Linked DNA regions of Oryctolagus cuniculus: region 2 is linked to region 1. Evidence: chromatin contacts called from public Micro-C data. All regions are on one chromosome and are shown on one strand. Each heading gives the region's core, a stretch centred on a gene start, on an enhancer-like site or on the middle of the called end of the contact. The rest is flanking DNA. Distances are from core to core; before and after follow the strand shown.

Evidence for each region. A called contact is a pair of places that touch in the nucleus more often than the background predicts.
Region 2: a contact with region 1 is called in a Micro-C map of ear pinna, with 7 times the contacts expected there. The contact joins the enhancer-like site here to the promoter of TSEN2 in region 1. A contact is called at or near these places in 2 of 6 Hi-C or Micro-C datasets (ear pinna and an unstated tissue).

What each region holds. Positions count from the first base shown.
Region 1 is chr10:114,768,238-114,773,683 of mOryCun1.1, forward strand. It overlaps TSEN2 (tRNA splicing endonuclease subunit 2), which reads right to left and starts at 2,753. Exons shown (of 12, transcript XM_051851720.2): 1 at 2,664-2,753.
Region 2 is chr10:115,065,462-115,070,542 of mOryCun1.1, forward strand. All of the region lies in intron 10 of SYN2 (synapsin II), which reads right to left. Among named protein-coding and RNA genes, the nearest start is that of TIMP4, 20 kb to the right of the region's middle. Within about 2 kb of position 2,635, at least 4 of the 8 cell types and tissues checked have an H3K27ac peak or open chromatin away from gene starts, as enhancers often do. A contact at or near this core is called in ear pinna, where this site is marked.

The DNA of each region.
Region 1 (5,446 bases), core at 1,503-4,002:
AAGCGCGTGGGTCCCTGCACCCACGTGGGAGACCTGCATGAAGATCCAGGCTGCAGGCTTTGGCCTGGCCCAGACTCAGCCACTGGGGCCATTTGGGGAATGAGCCAGCAGACGGAAGCTCTCTGCCTTTCCCTCTCTCTGAAACTCCACTTTTCAGATAAATAAATAAATCTTTGAACAAAAAAACAAAGTACACAGGGGCACGCGTGTAGGTTTTCTGCAAATTCTACAGCTTTTCAGAGACGGGACTGAACATTCAGGCTTCACCACCCACGGGGGGTCCTGGAACCCATCCCCATGGGTGTCAAGGGACGACTGTGTTCCAACCCACGTATGCAACAGAAGGGTCCCTGCCTCAAAATATTGCCATCACTTTACAACCCAAGTCTGGAGACACTTGTGGCCTCGTGACGGCAGGAGCAAGGCGGTTCCATACACACAGGCTGCGTTAGCGTGTCACCCTGCACACCCCTCTCAGCCGTTTCTTCACCTTCAACAGGTGAAGTTCAACAGGACTAGAGCGCCGCCTGCCAGTTCCCTGTCCAGTCATCCAATGGTTACCATGTAACCCAGCCACACCACTCCCAAGTACAGATCGGGGAAAAGGGCAGACAGGCTCCCGGAGAGATCTGCACAGGAAGCGTTATTATTCATAGGAGCCCAGGAGAAACCAAGCAATGCGAACGTCCATCAAGAAAGAGATGACTGGGCAACAAAACGGGGTCCATCGGCACGACGGAATCGTATTCACCAAAGAAAGCAACGCCGTTCTGACCCCCCTTGGAAGCACTGAGCTAAGTGGGAGAAGCCCCCTGGGAGACCACGAATCCCACGCAAGTCCATAGGGGCAGACAGGCCAGGAGCTGCTGGGACAGAGAGACAGGGGGACCCGGGAGGGTGACTGCCAGCAGATACAGGCCTGTGGAGTAAAGACATGCCCGCGTTAGGTACAGTGCGGTGACTCTGGCCCGCACGTTTCAGAAGGGTGGGTTGTGGGAGCTGTGCGTCTCCGTAAAGCTGCACCTCAGGCAGCATCACGGCCGCCACCGTGAGGTTCCTCAAAGGGCGGAAAGCAAGCTCTCCAGGGAACACAGCATCCGCAGGGGAGCGGGGTCGTCCCCGGCTTCACAGAGCAGGTGTCCTGCACTGGGCCGGCGGACAAAGCAGAGGCAGGACTGCACTGGCCGCCCCCTTACCCGCAGTGTTCAGTGCCGACGCAACCGGTGGGGGGAGCGAGAAACCAGAGCCTGTACCACCACAGGTAGGCGCGGGGTGCCAGTGGGAAAAACTAGACTCGCTTGGCACACACAGGTGCACAGAGGGCAAGTCACCTGCCCACGGCCTCACTGCCTGGAAACAGAGCTCCGTGCGGCCAGCAGGGGCCTGCGAGGTGGGCGGGCCCAGCCCCACCAGGAACACTACCCGCGCCCACTAAACCCACAGGCAGGACTGGCTCAGCAGTCAGGGCTCTCGGTGCAAACACTGGCTTCGACTTGACACCACTGCAGTGTCTTTTCTTTTTAAAGATCTATTTATTTGAAAAGCAGAGAGAGAGAGAAGGCAGGAGATGAGAGAGATCTTCCATCCATTCCCAAATGGCTGCAACAGCCAGGTCTGGGCCAAGGCGGAAGCCAGGATCCAGGAACTCCACGCTGGTCTCCCCCATGGGTGGCAGGGCGCCCGGCGTCCAGGCCACCCTCTGCCTGACCCTGACGCGGAGCAGCTGGGACTTGAACTGGCACTCCAGTACGTATGGCGTGCCAGGGTCACGACCGGCGGCTTGGCCCTCTCAGCCATAACGCCAGCCCCCACTGCAGGTTCTCTGGCGGAGAAGTGAACAGATGAAGAAACCAGCCTGGGAGTGGTGTTCGTGTGTGCACGGTGGGCAAGGGTGAAGGCTGGCAACGCGGTACCAGCGGTTCAACAGCTGCTTGAGCCACGCCTCCCGTCGGAGCCCCGGGTTCGAGTCCTGGCTGCTCTGCTTCTGACACGGCTTCCTGCGAGTGTGCCCGGGGTGGGAGTCACTGGTGATGGTTCCAGTGCTTGGGCCCCTGCCCGCCCCGTGCGCGAGACCAGGACGGATTCCCGGCTCCTGGCTTTGGCCTGGCTCAGACCTGGCCCGAACGCTGCCGCCAGCTGGGCTCGGCCGCTCTGCCTGTCAAATAAATCAACCTTACAACAACAAGCCAGGCCTGCTCCTTACTCTCCCCTCCGGGGAACAACGGGGCGCCTAGCCGCGCAGCCTCCCCAGGGAAAAGCACGCTGGACGCTCCACCCGCGGACGGCGAGGAGGACGGGCGAAGCAGACACACCTGCGCGGCGCGCAGCAGCCGCAGCCCGAGCACCGCGGGCGGACACACGCACGCGCGGGCCGCGGCCGGGCGCTGGCCAGCCGCATTCCTCGGCCCCCTCCTTCCTCGGGGAGGCCCCCGCCCCGACCCTCCAGCGGCCGCGGCTCCCCTCAGGCCGACGGCCGGGCGCACGGGGCAGTGCCAGCGCCGGACGAGGCGTCGGCGTCCGCAGCAACGGGCGGAGGACTCGGCGCCCGGCAGCACGCGGAAGCCTGGCCCCTACCCGGCCCTCGCCGGTCCGGCCTCGGGCGCCTCCCCCTCGCCCCGCTGACCGAGCCTCCATCCCGCTCGCTCCCAGCCCGGCCTCCTTACCTGTCTCGGCTCCACGCGCTCGCCGTAACCTCGGCAACGCCGGTCGGGGCGCCAACACCGCTGCCGTAAAGCGGCACGGCCGCAAAGCTAGCCGACTGCGCAGCCGCAGAGCTCACGGGCGCGCCCCTCGGCTGTTGGCGGAGTGCGCCTGCGCAGGCCTGTAGGCGGGGCCCTTGTGCACCTGGCTCGCCTCCTCGCGTGCTCTCTAACCCGGGCGGCGCGAATTCTGGCCCGAGATGACACGGACAACCCCTCTGTACAGATGCTACGCTCCTTTCACTCCCCCTCACAAACCCATTTCACAGACGAGGCGCGCAGTCGCCTGTCCAGTGTCACCCAGTGACACCGTTACAGGTCATGGAGCTGAGACCTAGAGTCCTCGCCCCCCGGAGGCACGGGACCCTTGAGGCCACCAGACCTGGGGGAAAGGACCCTCTGAGGCCGGCCCTGAAGGCGGCCCCTGCTTTCTCTGTGTGCAGCGCGGCCCCGGGCGCACCTGTCGGGCCCCCGCAGACACCTGTGCGCCCCGGCTGAACCACAGCCCGGGAATTCTGAGGTGTCGCCGCCACCTCCCTTGGTCCCAGGGGGGCTGTGAGTTGCAGGTCCGACGAGAGGCCGAGACCACAGCCGGGGTCTCCGCCTCCCGGCCTGGCACCCGTCGTTTCGGGATTTGGGATTCACTGGTTATGGGATTTCAGGTGACGTCACCTGGAGCCCTGTCCACCCGGAGGGTTGGGAGCAAAGCCACTGAACAAGAGATTCTTCCCCAAGATTTTCTCCTCGACGTACAATCAGTGTTTTAAACTTAAAAGAGGTATTTGGAAGGCACCGGGACAAAGAGAAGTAGAATCTTCCACGCGCTGGTTCGCTCCCCGAATCCCACCATAGCCAGGGCCGGGCCAGGCTGAGCCAGGAGCTGGGAACACCATCTGGGCCTCCCACGTGAGGCTCGGCACTGGGCCATCGCTGCTGCCTCCCGGGGTGCGTTAGCAGGAAGCCGGATCGCAAGCCGAGGTGGGACCAGCGCCAGCCCCTCCAAGGTGGGTGCAGGGGTAACCAAGCAGCTGCCGGCCCGGCTGTGCCACCAGGCTCGCCCCTCACCGTACATTTGTAAATAACCTTTTCTCATCATTTTTCAGGTTTTCCCCGAAGCGGACAGGACCGTGTAGTGCGTGGTCTCCGCACCCCCGCATCTTGGATGGACATCTTGCGTCTTTAACTCACTCAGTAGATGCTGCTGGCCCCCTGCTGGACGGTTTTAAAACAACCCCAGAGAAGCGGCATTTAAGTCCGCAGCGCCGAGCGATAAGGAAATGCTGCGTCACGCGTGCATGGCATAGCTTCACACGCACGACTGTCACTGTTCCAGATAGTTCCGTTCTGCAAACAGCCACTCAGTGAAGGCTGGGGAGCAGAGAGCTGGCTTCCTGTGAACCTCCCGCCACAACGTTTGCATCAGCTGACCAATGCACAACCTGGTTTTCTGTGTTTCTGTTTAAAGACGCCTTACATAATCCTCGCGCACGGTCCATCCTCTCTGACCTCGTGGCCGACCGCGCCGTACCCTCCCCGTGCATTTCCTCCAGGCAGGCACTTTTCTCCCTAAGGAGCGCCCTGCACGGGGGGGCTGCTACACACGGCTCCGTCTCCCACCGCAGCGCACGCGTGTGAGCGCCGTGGCACGGCCCCGAGTGCGAGGAGCGCACGGATTCACGCTCTGGGCGCCGACCTCGCCTTTGCCACTGCCGCTGGGAGTGTGCATTTTGGGCAGTTCCGGTGCTTTGCGGCTCTGTGCGTGCACACTCCTGTGAGGGGCTACAAAAGCCAGCGGCTGATGTGGACGTCCCAAAGGAACGTGAGAGAGAGGGTGGATTTGCAAACGCAGGATCTCAAAACACGTCGAACAGAATGGACAACCATGCCCTGTGTTCTTACTGTGAAACGCCACACACAGGTCCCACGTCACGTCTGCTATCTGCTTCTGCTTGCCAAGAAACGCTGTTCTGGGCCGGCGCCGTGGCTCACTAGGCTAATCCTCCACCTTGCGGCGCCGGCACACCGGGTTCTAGTCCCGGTCGGGGCGCCGGATTCTGTCCCGGTTGTCCCTCTTCCAGGCCAGCTCTCTGCTCTGGCCAGGGAGTGCAGTGGAGGATGGCCCAGGTGCTTGGGCCCTGCACCCCATGGGAGACCAGGAAAAGCACTTGGCTCCTGGCTCCTGCCATCGGATCAGCGTGGTGCGCCGGCTGCAGTGGCGGCCATTGGAGGGTGAACCAATGGCAAAAGGAAGACCTTTCTCTCTCTGTCTCTCTCTCTCACTGTCCACTCTGCCTGTCAAAAATTAAAAAAAAAAAAAAAGTGTTTAAAAAAAAAAAAAAAAGAAACGCTGTTCATCTGGGACTCAGGTTCACCTGGCTGTCTGGTCTTTTCAGCCACCCTAGGAACAATCTGGGGTGGTTTGCTGTGGGCCAGCCACTGTGCACCCATGGTCTTATTTAACTTAACGTAACAGGCCTGTGAGACTGGTGTTACCACCCCACCTGCTCACAGGCTCAGAGCTACAATGTGCTGGAGGCCAGGTGAGGACCCGGGGTCTCAGGACCACCGGGCTGTATTAGTGCATCACACAGGCTACAGCAAGCAGCGCTCAACACTGAAATACAAAAAAATGACCCACAGCAGGTGTTGGGGGGAGGCCAGGAGGGGCTGAAGGCCTGGGAGGCTTCCTGGAAGAGGTGGCCTGGGAGCTGAGCCTGGAAGGAGACTTAGCACCAGGGAGGCAGGGA
Region 2 (5,081 bases), core at 1,385-3,884, 300 kb after region 1:
ATGGAGCCACTGGTTCCCCCACCATGCCCTCACCCCAGGTACCATTGGTGGCTGCCAGGGAGTCACCTCTTATGTGGGCCAAAGACAGCCAACTGTGCTCTTCTCTGAGAGAAGAGATATTTTCTGAGAGCACCACACAGAAAGAGAGCAGAACCAGGGCCAGCGGGTAAAAGCTCCACAAAGGCAGACTTTCACATACATGAGTCGAAAGACTCTTTCATTGTAAAAACAGTGCAATGGGCCGTCTGGGGAGCTGGATGTGTTCACGCGGAGGCTACAGAATTACTTGGCAGAGATACTGTACAGAATATCCTTTCATTAAATATGAGACAGATTAGATGAACACTAAGGTTCTTTCCAACTCTAGGAATCTATGAGTCTAGGAAAGAAAACTTTCAAAATTCCATAGATTTAAGCTTTAATGTAGACTCTAGACAGTCAACAGATGAGTTACTGGTGAGGGTCACACCGTGCAGGCCCTGGCTCTCCCCAGCCACACGCGTGAGACACTCAAGGATGGACGATCCCCAAACGCCCTTCCCAGAGCTCAGGGCAGGAGCTCGCAGAGGCGTCCTTTGGGCTGGAGCCTGAGAATGCGCTTTGCCACCCTTGGTGGTGCCTGGGGAGCTCCTGCCCATGGCTCCACCGAGACTGTGCACTGAGGACCTCTCAGGGGCCATGGGAGGCAGGGAAGAGAATCCCCTAGGACCTTCCCTTGCCAGGCTGAGACTCTTTGGCTCCACCCACAAGCCTGATGTCTGCTAGGGCTGAGGGCCTATTCCCTGCGGAGTTTGGCTACCACGGGATCTGTCTCCAGTCACAAAGGGCCTCCTGGGATGCCAAATTCCACAGAAGTCTGGCGTCACAGCCAAAGTCTGGCCTGCAGCCAGCCTGCAGCAGGAACTCACGCTCAGAGCGGAAGTTGGGTTGACTCAAACAGGTAAGAATGTGAAGTCCAGCCCTTGTGCCCAGCTGCACATGGAAAGGAAGGGGGATACACGGCCTTGTAGCAGCATAAGAACAAAAACCAAAACAATCTTGGGCTCACAGGATGACAGCAACCCAGACGGTGTGAGCCGGAAATGCTGCTGCCAAACACCTGATGCGGCTGGAGAAGCACCAGCTTGCCAGCAGGAGGAAGTCATGGGGTGGCTGCTCTTCTGGCCCATCAGCCCTTGTGAGGAAGAGCACGGCAGCCAGCTCTGAGGTTAGAGTCAGGGTTAGGATTAGGGGTGCTGGCAAACTAAAGCAGGTCCCTGTAGGAGACAGGATGGTGAGAAGCCTGGGAATGACATCTTTCTTCATATGACTCTGGGCAAGTTAATCTCTTGAGTCTTACGTTTCACAAATGGGAAAATTGTACGGATTAAATTAGGTAACCGTGGAAGCAGCTAGGGCTCAGCAGGAAACTAAAACTGGTCCGGTGTTAACCTGAATAGTGTCCAGGCCTGGCTTCCTGGCATGAGAGGTGTTTGGGATGGGTCTGGACAAACTGATTAGGGACACTGTCATGGGGCTCATGTGGTTCACTTGTGACTTCTACAAGCTCTACTGGCTCTGGACTTCCATTAATTCTTTCAAGCGTTTTTCAGTTCTTTAGATGTCTGAGCTAAGAGGCAAGTCCTTTTTAGCTGCAGTGTTGAACCCAACAAGACTCTGGGGCTACTAAGCCCAAGCAGAGGTGTCCTGTAGGCACAGACCTTGAGGAGGAGGGTGCTATTGTCCCCCACTGACACCAACGAGGCTGGCATCCAGCCAAAGGCTGCAGTCACCAAACAAGTCCGGGAGGCAGGACAGAGCTGGTGAAAGCTCAGAGACTCCCCAGTTTCATGGGGCCAGCACTCAGCTGCCAAGAGAGGAGACCAAGGGTTTTCCTTATACAAGGTCACAAACATCCAGTTCTCTTTCCCCAGTGCTCCAGTGGTAGCACTAAACAGGCACAGTGTATGGTGTCATGGAGAAGTCCCTGGACTAGGGACCAGAAGATCCAGCTCTCCTGCTTAGCAGCTGTGTGACCCTGAACTCATTTGCAGTCTCACTACTGACTTGTGCACCAAAGAATTACCAGGCCAACTGTCTTATAAGGGCTGTGAGGCTTAAAACAGTGAATGTGTTTTATAAACTGTAAAGTGCTAGGCAAAGTACTGACGTGAGCATGACTATTATTTAAATAATAATAAATATAAATCCAAAGAAATGAAGCTCTAATGCTGGAATTTCATGCATCAGTGACGAAGATATTGCTGGGTGGCTTCCGGTCACCTGGTACACAGTCGTGTCCTGCGTGGGGGATTCTGAGCTGGGCTGTACGTATCAGGCCCTCTGCCTATCACTCAGCTCCAGCAAGATCCCTCAGAAACAGTAAACACTAGCTCTTGAGGCGACCTGAAAGGAAGTCCTGGCCTTGGAGAAAAACCAAGTCCATGGATGAGCTCTGCGGCTTTCTGCCATACTGTGGCTTCCAGCAGATACGCAGAGAGAGAGCAGCTCCTGCTTGAGGTCCCGGCAGGAAGGAGAGGCACCCGTGACTCAACTCTGGAGAGGCTGCTGGCCTCAGCCCAGCTACTCCACCACGGAGGAAGGCCAGCGCTTGCTCAGCAGATCTGAGACAGGAAATTGGGAAAGGGTCCCAGGGTCCGGCCCAGGCAAAGGGGCAGGCCAAGTTCTTTGCCGGACACGCCACAGAACAGTTCTGATCAGCTCCCCCAGGCCTGCTCCCCCGGTCTAAGACCCTAGGGAGAGTGAGGCAGCCGGAAGGAATGTGGTCAGGAGGTTGTAGGTTCAGTCAGAGCAAAGGGGACAGCATGAGTCCAGGCACCCTGGGACCCTCGTGGGCTCACTTCCGCAGTCACCAGTGCCTACCTTCCTTCCCTGGAAGGCTATAAAAGGTGCTCTTCCTTCCTTTCCGAGGAGAACGGCCGCTCTGCAGGCAGAGCTTATCTCCTCGACCGGGGCCCCTCCCACAACCCAAGGACACAAGAAATATCCCATGGGCAGCCCGTGAATCCTATGGGGGCACGGAAGGCCAGGTCACCAAAGGTCAGAATGTCAGCCTCAAGTGATTAAAGATGTCCCTGAAGTTAAGCTAGTCCCCAAAGAGTCAGTTTCTCTTAATAGTCTGTTACAGGATCCAGTCACAAGTGACTTCGTCTGAACCTGCCCCGCATCTCCTCGCAGTCTCAGCTTATACTCACTGGGGAACAAATTCTCTGAAGCAGACTCTGCTGTGGGAAGCAGGAAGGCTTCTCTTTGTCCTAAATTTACCTCTTCTAAGCTCAGTTCCATGTTTGGGATGTGAGGGACAACTGTGTGGCCTCCCTAACTGCAAAGCCCTCAGACCCCGTTTCTCAGAACGGGGAGCCCCTTTCCCAGTCCTGGCAGCCTTGCACTCAAGAGACCTCAACTCCTCCAGCCTTTGTGGGTGGACACACCTGGCTGCAAACATTTTGAGTCTCTCTTTCAACAGCAGAGCCAGTAAACTAGGGCCTGCAGAATGTCCCACCACAGACGAGAGCTTATCTGGCCCCAGTCCCTTGATTTTGAATGTGTCTCATGGTCTTTTTCAGGTCCTGTGGCTAGAGTCAGGGTGGGACACAGCATCCCGGGTCTGGAAGGGGATTTTCAAATTAACCTCCAGTAGCCCCAGACCAGCTCACCTCCGACACAGCCCTGACAGGCAGCTCGTCCCACCTCTGCCTGATCATCAGCAGTGATGTGGCCATCACAGGCGCTTCCCAGAGCAGCCATTTCCTCTCTCGGTGCCTACTCCTTACCCTAGGTCAAACCCCATCTCCTGGGAGACTTGACTCTTGGAGCCAGTTCTATCTCATGACAGCATTAAGCTTGAGATGCTACTCAGGGTTCCCCGAGAGGACAGCTATTCAACTCCAGTTCCTTCAACTTTCACTCACAGGAAAGATTTGCCAAATGCCTCCACCACGGGGCTTTCTCCCCTGAGCGAATTCCAGCTAGATTTGGCCTGTCATTCCTACACTGCAACCTCAGACTGGAAGCAACATTACAGGTGTGGTCTGATCAGCTCAGGATAGAAGAGGCTCATCTTCAATAGCAAATATGTCACGCTGCTTCCAAAGGCTGAGTCTTAGATGCATTCCCCGTGGGTCTAACCCACAAGCTGAAGGAAAAGCCATTTCTGTGGCCCAATGGAGGGCCACCAGTCTTCACCTCAGGCCCTCAGCCCTGCATCTGCAATATGGCTCTGTAAGATTTAATAAGAAAGTAAGTAAAAACGGAGTCAGTGTGATAAGAAATGGAAAAAAGATTGACCATGTGCAGAAGGGGACGTGGCTGCCACCTCCACGGGTCTGACTGGAAAGCTTTGTCTACCCGGCACCTGGGAGTCTGAGGAGCAGCCCACACCTCTCCAGAGTCCCGGGGATGCGAGGCCCGGCTCAGACACCAGGAAGCAGACGGTGCGGGAGCAACGGCAGCACTGAAAGTACAGGGAGCATGCTCTCGGTACACAGCCTGGACGCTCTGGCCCTCACTGGCCACCAGGTGTCACTGCCACCTTGAAAACAGTACATGCACAGAGAGGGTCAGTTGCCCCTGCAGATTCGGGGCAGCCTAAGGCAGGCAAGGCTAACCAGGGTGAGTGAGAAGCAAGCAAATCAGGCAGTGCCACTCACCTCCTTGCTTCTGGTGACATGGTCGATGCCCCGTTCGCTCCTGTCCCTATTCCTTTGAGCTGTGCATACTCTCAGTGGGCCTGGGCCCACTCCCGTGTCTTCTACTCTTTGTTTTACATAGTTAAACCATCTAAGGGGCCTTCTAAAAGACAAAGTGTGCTTTCTACTCACCATCCTTACTCCTCTATCTGCTAGCCTTCTTTCTTTTAGAATCTTCTCCAATTAGTGACGTGAAAGCTCTGATCATGGCCCAAGGACTTAGGTTTCTTGCCACCATGGTCGGAGACCTGGGTGGAGCTCTTGGCTCCTGACTTCAGCCTGGCCCAGCATTGGCTGTTGCAGCCATGTGGGGGTGAGGCAGTAGATGGAAGTTAGCTCTCTGTCTCTCCCTCGCTCTCTGTCACTCTGCCTTTTAAATAAATAATTTTTTGT